Linked DNA regions of Vulpes vulpes: region 2 is linked to region 1. A link is a contact called in public Hi-C data. All regions are on one chromosome and are shown on one strand. Each heading gives the region's core, a stretch centred on a gene start, on an enhancer-like site or on the middle of the called end of the contact. The rest is flanking DNA. Distances are from core to core; before and after follow the strand shown.

Evidence for each region. A called contact is a pair of places that touch in the nucleus more often than the background predicts.
Region 2: a contact with region 1 is called in a Hi-C map of skeletal muscle, with 6 times the contacts expected there. The contact joins the promoter of RRM2 here to the promoter of HPCAL1 in region 1. A contact is called at or near these places in 2 of 3 Hi-C or Micro-C datasets (both in skeletal muscle).

The regions. Positions count from the first base shown.
Region 1 is chr8:104,671,798-104,675,629 of VulVul3, reverse strand. HPCAL1 (hippocalcin like 1) reads left to right here and starts at 1,996. Exons shown (of 5, transcript XM_026009109.2): 1 at 1,996-2,250.
Region 2 is chr8:104,812,017-104,815,848 of VulVul3, reverse strand. RRM2 (ribonucleotide reductase regulatory subunit M2) reads left to right here and starts at 2,007. Exons shown (of 10, transcript XM_072767726.1): 1 at 2,007-2,185; 2 at 2,260-2,334; 3 at 2,713-2,856; 4 at 3,159-3,275. The coding sequence starts at 2,075.

The DNA of each region.
Region 1 (3,832 bases), core at 747-3,246:
CCTGACTTTTAGTGTTTACAGCCATGTAACTGTAAATAGAAGGCACACTGTATATACAGCGTGCCACCTGTTAGGTGTTGAACTGTTCCCCCATAAAGATGTTGAGGTCCTAATCTCCGGTACCTGTGAACCTGACCCTATTTGGAAACAGTGTCTTTGCACGTGACCAAGTTAAGGCCATTAGAATGGGCTCTTGTCCAATAGGACTGGTGTCCTTATTGGGGAGAATTGGAAACAGAGGCAGACACACACAGAGGAAAGGTATTATGAAGGTATGGGGAGAAGACGGCCATCTCTAAGCCACGAAGCACCTGAGCCTACAGGAGCAGGGGACAGGCTCGGGAAAGATTCCCCACCAGGTCCCTCAGAAGGAACCAACCTTGCTGATGCATTGATCTCGGATTTCCCAGCTTCCAGAACTCTGAGACAACACGTCTTGGTTTGAGCCAGCCAGCTTGTAGTACTCTGTCGTGGCAGCCCCAGGAACCTAACAGAACACCATACCCCGAATTTGTTTTTTGCTTTGCTCTAGTTCATGAAATTCAAAAGTACTTATCGAGTAACTACTATCTGCCCTTCCTCTGAAAGAATGAAAGGAAGAGGTCAGGTTGTATCTCACCTGAGGGAGACCCTGCTCCTTTTGAAGTTCAGGGAAGGGGGAAAAAAGTTCAGGGAAGGGAAATGCATAGGAGCTGAGAGGTCAGAGGCGGTGAAATCTGAGCAGAGCCCTGAGGGGTAGGTGGGTTCCAGATGGGTGGGAGAGAAGGGCCCAGGCAAAGGCCCCCCGAGGCCCACTGATAGGCGGGGTCCAGGATGTGCCTCCACCTACCTCTGTACTCACCTTGAGATTCCTCTACCTGCCTCGCTCTGAGCTCTCCCCTCCTCCTTATATTTCAAGACCCAGTGAAACCGTCACCTGCTCTGTGAGCCATTCCTGACCCTCTCCCCATGAGCTGATTTTGCGGGGGGAGCGGGGGAGAGGCACGGCGAGCTATAGCGCAGTCCTCGATGACGATGTTATCATGTCCTATACGGATGTCTGTCTGTTGCCCTGTGACTGGGCTGGGGAGACCCGTGCTCTGAATCTGTGGCAGAGACACTGTGATGTGCTCACCCAAATGACCGTTTCCTCCTGGGCACAGAGGAAGGCTGTGATTGCCGGACCCCTTGCAGCCCGGTGGCACCAGTTCTGGTCATTGACTGCTGACCCACGTGATGTGTGCCTCCTCCGGGCCTGGCTCCCAGTGACCTCCCACCCCTACCCGGAGACCCCCAGCTCACACTATCCCCTCCCTTGTGGCTGGCTGGAAGTCAAGGGGCTGGGGGAGACCTCAGATGCCCTGAGGGAAGAATCTCTAGATGGGAGAGATTCTGGCGGAATCTCCAGATGGAAGCGCCTGGAGTTCCTGAACATCGGGCGTGTTCCCGGAGGAGTCTTCCCCCAGCCCTCTGACCTAGCCCTGAACCGCAGCCTGAGTGAGAAGTGGGTCTTACGTGTGACCCCAGCAGCACTAGCCTATGCCAATCATCCCAGTATCTGCAGTCCCCCTGCTCATGGGCCTGGGCTTGACACGTGGCTGGGGGCCTCTCACCTGTAACCCCACCCTCTGCACGGACATACTCAGGGAAACCTGCTCAATGACCCTGGCCCCTGGTCTGCTGAGAAAAAAGGATGCTGCCCCTGGGTACCAGAGCTGCTCTGTGTGACTTCACCACAGCCCCATACCGGTGACGCGGGCGCTCACAGTCATTATTGTATTTAATCCCCACAGCAGGGCTGCCTAGGAGACTAACTCCCTCTGGGGTTGCCTTTGCCATTTGCTTGCTGAGAGAGGGGTCTGGGCTCAGACCACCTTGCCAGCCAGCGCAGCGCTCCCCCCCTCAAGCCGCCCCCCAGCATTGCTCCCTGCAGCCTCCTGTGTAGTGGGAGTTCACTCACCGTGTTTTTGTGGAGGAGGATTTGCAGGAGGATTTGAGTTTTCCCCTAGAGACGCCAGAAAGACAGTCTGTCTCAGCCTAACACTAACGCCCAGCTCCACATTCAGGGCTGTTTCTGTGGTTACCTTTCTTCGGGGATGTTTGGGGTGGGTGGGTGGTGGTAGTGGTGGGTGTGTGTATATATTTGCTTTTTCCAGGGCCCAGATTTTCAGGAGCTACTGGGGCGAGGGGTTCTGGGAAGCACAGTCCCTCATTCCTTCCCTCAGGGAGGTGCCTTCGGAGGGGGACAGAGGAAGTCTACAGGGAACACAGGTTTGTCTCTCCCTGCCACCCAGGCCGCCTGTGTCTGGGACCAGGATGTCAACCAAGGACCCGCAGCCCGCGAGGGAGGGAAGGGCCCCGGGAGAAGCCTGCTCCGCCGCCTGTGCATTTTATAGGTGGGGAAACCAAGGCCGCGGGAGTCTCAGGGACTTGCTGAAATCGCCCAGAATTGGCAAAGGCAAGCAGAACTGGAACTCAGGCGCCCCTCCTCCCGGTCCTCCGCTCCTTCCCCGAAAGAGGCGCGGTTGGTGGGGTGTATCCGCGCAGGGGACTGGCGGTGAGGGTGCCAGAGGGCCCCGGGAGACAGCCTGGGGCGACTCCGGCCTCTTCCCTTTCTGGGCCACCCGGGCCGCACTTCCTGCAGGGGCCGGGGAGGCGGGGGGTGGGCGCGGGGCTGGCCCCTCCCGGTGCCGCCTCCCGCCTCTCCCACGCCCGCAGGCCAGAGGCCAAGGGTTAGGGAGGCGGCACCGGTGCTCGGCTCCGCTCCGGCCCCGAGATCCGCCGGGACCGGGGCCGGGGCCGGGCTGGGGCCCGGGCGGGGCGGAGGGTGCAGCGGGGAGCACCGCGGGGCGCGGGGAGGCGGCTCGGAGGCCCGCACCCGGGGGCCGGGAGGGGCGTGGCCAGGGCCGGGGGCGCGACCCACGCAGGCAGGTGGGCGGGGCCGAGCCTGGGGGCGGGGCCTGGCGGGGGCGGGGCCTGGCGGGGGCGGGGCCGCAGGGACCTCGAGCTCGGCCCCGCCGCACGCCCCGCCCCCGGCCCCCGCCTCCGGGTCCCGCCTTCCAGTCCCTTCCTTCCCGGCGCTGGCAGGCGGGCCGCGGCGGCTGCAGGCGGCGGACGGGCGGGCCGGCGGACGGGCGGGCGCCTCCACCTCGCTCGCTCCCTCGCCGCCGGCTTCCTTTTGTTTTTCTGGGAGGCGATGAGCGCAGGGCCGGCGCGGAGGCTGCGGGCGCACGGAGGCCCGCGCTCCTAGCCACCCCTCCCGGCCTCGGCGCGCTCGTCCCGGGCAGCGGCCCGCGCCCGCCCCAGCGCCAGCCGCGCCGAACTTGGGCTCGGGAAGCCGGCGGACCGCGTCCTGCGCCGGAGCAGGTAGGGCTGCGGGGAGTGCGGGCGTGTGCACCGGCCTGAGCTGCGAGCTGCGAGCTGCGAGCTGCGGCCGGGCTCTGCGTGCGCGCGCGTGCTGGGGGTGCCTCTGCCTGCGTGGTGGAGTTGTGGACGCCCGCGGACCCGGCTGTGGCCCCGGAATGGCGTGTCCTAGTGGGGGCCGTGTGTACAGTGGGTGTGCACATTTTGGGCTGCGTTTGTGGAATTGTGTGTCGGGGCGCAGTTGCTGGTGTGAGCGGCTGCGCGTGGGGCGCGGGTGGCGGGGTGGGCGTGGGCGGGCCAGCCCTGCGTGCGGAGCCTCTGGCCCCCGCCGGCCGGCGCAGTGCGGAGCTTCAGGCCCCCCCCCCCGGATCCCGGGGAGCTAGCGCGGGCCTCTGGGGCAGCCTGGGTTCGCCCCGCCGGGGGGCAGGTCCCGCAGCCCACGTGGGTGGCAGGTGCGCTCCGGCCGGGGTAGGGGGCGGCGGCCAACCTC
Region 2 (3,832 bases), core at 758-3,257, 140 kb before region 1:
TCCTGTCGCGGCGCCCGGGTCCCCCGGTCTGGCCGTGCGCCCCCGTCTCTCTCCGGGCCGCAGGGCAGAGAGGAGGCACCGGGGGCCCGAAGCCCGGCCGGGAGGGCTCCTCGTGGTGTGACCTCCGAGCGGAGCCACGTAGCTTTCGGCGCCCGCTTCCTCTTGGAAAGTCCGAGCAGCCGGAGCGCGGGGGAGGGAGCACGGGACGTGCCCCCGTGACTCACCGTCGGGAGGGCTGAAGGGAGAATGGCGGCGACCTTTCTTTCTGCCTCGTGCTACCTACTTCTGGTCTTTCCCAGTTTCCTACAGCGCGCCCGTGTTGTTTGGGGAGTCAGGAAAAAGTGAAGCTAAGAACGAAGCCAAATTCTGGCTGGCTCAGAGTGATACTTTCATGGGTTCCTGTACATACAGAGAATATAACAGGAGCTAAGCAAAAAGCACATGGTGCCCGACACAGCACCCGAAAGGAGCACTTGGGTTGTGGATGATGCGAAATCGGAATGTGAGTTGGGTAGTGGAGGATACCAGGGCATCCTTGATACATTTATTAGATGTGATAATGGCTTTATCAGCCATAAAATCATCCCTAACAATACCCATTTTTCTGGAGCTGGATGCTGAAGGTGGAATTGACAATGCCTGCGAGTTGCTTTAAAACTAAGGATGCTAGACCAAAGTTTTAGTCATTGCTTTGTCTAAGGGCTAGGATCGTCACTGATCTTTCTCTGAGGCTTGAGAAAACATTAAACACAATATGTACATGGTATTAAGAAATGGAAGAAACAGACCCAAGTGAGGAGGGGGATCTTCCCTACCTCTGACCTCTTTCTAATATCTAGAAAAGACCCTGTAAAAAGTCCAGTGTTTCTCTTAGTGACAGCCCTAAGAGTGTTTGCAGATTTTGGAACTTTTCACAGGGGAAACATTTATTTCTTGGTTATTAACATTTCTTTCTCTTCATTTCTGGCATTTTGCCACCTGCACGGCAAATGTCTGGCAAATCTGAAAAACCAAATACAAAGTAAAACAAAAACTGTTAATGAATTCGTGTCTGCCTCATGACAATGCAGGTTTTCAATCTCTTCAGACTACCTGATGCCCAATAAGCAGTAGATGAATTCCCAGTTCTTCAAGCTTTCAAGATGTTTTTGCTCAGCTTCTGATTTTCAAAAATGCTGACATAGGGGAGGGTGGTCTGACACCAGGCACAAGTTCAGTGGCAAACTGTACCAAGGGCCCTCTCTGGCATTTAGTTAACTCGGCTTTACAAAGGACTGTGCATTTTTTACCAGAATTATCGCGCTGATCTCATTTTATTAATGATCCCACAGGTTAGGTCGGGCGACAAGTCCCATTTTACATAGGAGGGCAAGGAATCTTTTACAACCAGGTGAGGGACACAGCAACTGCACTGCGGGACTCAGTGGCCAGCGACCCTAACCGTTAGGCTGCACGGTTGTCACCGACCCTGCGGCCGCCAGGTCAGCCGGAACTCGAGGACCCCCAAACCCCCACCCAGGGACACGTACCTAAACGGTCGCAACCCCGCGCTCGTCTCTCGCAGCCAGGGGCGTTTCCAGGCATTTGCACCAAGCTCATTTGCAAAACCACTCGCCTCAACCCGCGAAAACGGTTCGGGGGTGGGGGAACGGTCTCCCGCCCGCTCCCGGCGGCCTCCAATCGCGTTGCTTCATTCAATCCCGAGCGGTTCCCGGGTAGGCGAGTCCCGCGCGCGCCACGGCCACCGAATCGCGCGGGGGCTGCACCCTTCGCCCGGGGGGGGGGCCCGCAGGGGCCGGGCGGCGGCGCCCCTCGCGCGGCCGGCGGGCCCGGGGGTCCGGGGGGTCCCGGGGGTCCCCGAGGGGTCCCGCAGGGTCCCGGGCGGCCGGCGGCGGGGGCTCCCGCGCGGCTCTCGAATCGCGGACGTCCGGGCGGCGCATCCAATGGGAAGGCGGCGCCTGGCCACGCCCACCGCGCGCGCCCCTCCGCGGTGGGCTTTTAAAGGCCGGGCCGGCGGCGCGGGGGCTCCCCGGACCCGCGCGCCGCCGCCGCCCAGCCGCCCGCCGCCGCCGCCATGCTCTCCGTCCGCGTCCCGCTCGCCACCATCGCGGACCCCCAGCAGCAGCAGCAGCAGCTCCAGCTCTCGCCCCTCAAGGGGCTCAGCCTGGCGGACAAGGAGAACACGGTGAGCGCGCGCGCGGGCCCGGGGGCGGGGGGCCTGAGGGCCGGGGCTGCCCCTCACCGCGCGTCTCCCCGCAGCCCCCGGCCCTCAGCGGCACCCGCGTGCTGGCCAGCAAGACCGCCCGGAGGATCTTCCAGGAGCCCGGCGAGCCGGTGAGTGGCGGGGCGGCCGGCGGGGAAGCGGCCTGTGCGGGCGGGGCGCTGCCGGCAGGGGGCGCCCGCCGCCTGTTGGCGCCAAAGCCTCATTGTCTCCTGCGTTTCTAGCCCAGCCACTCCCCGGCCCGCGCTCCTTTCCCGCCAAGGCATTGCCTCCCGCTCCTGCCTGCCCTTCCTCACACTTGCGCAGACTCCCCCCTTTTCCCCTCTTGCACCCCGGTCGTGTTCTCCGTACGATGCCGCGTGTGACAGCTGACACTTCACACGCCGAACCACCCGGGATTGCCGGTAACTGAACGCGCTTGGCCGCAAAAAGTGGCGATTTCATGTGGTTCGCCCTACCAGGGACCTCTCATTACTTTCTCGCCCCCACAGAAAACTAAGGTACTTGCCTCCAGCGCGGAGGAGGAACCACTGCTGAGAGAAAACCCCCGCCGCTTTGTCATCTTCCCTATCGAGTACCATGATATTTGGCAGATGTATAAGAAAGCGGAGGCTTCCTTTTGGACAGCCGAAGAGGTAACCCGAGGCAGGAGCTGGGGCCCTACAAGGTTAAGCGTAAGCGTTGCCCCCAGAGGAAATCCCCTGCAGGAGTGGATGCAACTTGCTTGAAATATACTTGACTCTTCCTCTTGCCCCCTCTTGGGGATGGTTGCCCACTGAGGATGTGAGATGTTCTAAGTGGCAAAGGGAGCTGTGCATGGGAGGGATGTTCCCGATTAAGGGGTGTCAGGACACTTAACAGAAGAAGGTCTGAGGGTTACTATGTGTGTGTACGGCCCCACATGCTTACCGTCCCTTGTGAACCTCTTAAACCTCAGGTGGATCTTTCCAAGGACATTCAGCACTGGGAATCCCTGAAGCCTGAGGAGAGATATTTTATATCCCATGTTCTGGCTTTCTTTGCAGCGAGCGATGGCATAGTAAATGAAAACTTGGTGAGTTTCCAAAAAAACATCTGCTCTCGTTCGCTTCCAGATTAAAGAGACGGGCCAAGTCATTCCAGAAAAAAAACTAATCCTCTTTCCTCATCTTTTTAAGTTCTGTATTTGTAAGCTGGTAGTTCTATTACGTGGTGTTTCCTGTTTTATAATCTACTTTGCAGTTGTTTCTTCTTTAGGGTTAGTCATTGTCCCCCCTCCGGGCTCAAGAAGCTTAAAGACAATGTCAAGTGGTAGGAATAGGTTTACTCCTTATGACTATGACATTGTTTCTTTTTTGTGGCTTTGCTTTTTAAAAAATTTGATTCCATATTTGTCTTATTGTGAGTGGTTCCTTCCTGCAGTGGATTAGGAAGAAATGAAGAATGTTTGCAGAATCCCTATAAAATAGACATTATCTGTTTCCTGATCTGTAAATCGAGGTAAAATTTTGGCATGAAATGTCCAGCTTTACCCCAGAATAGTGAAGACGTATTGTTTCTAAAAATAGAAACAAACCTTATAATATTACAAAGGGAGTGTGATGTATCCAGGATCCTGAGTGGGTGTTCCTG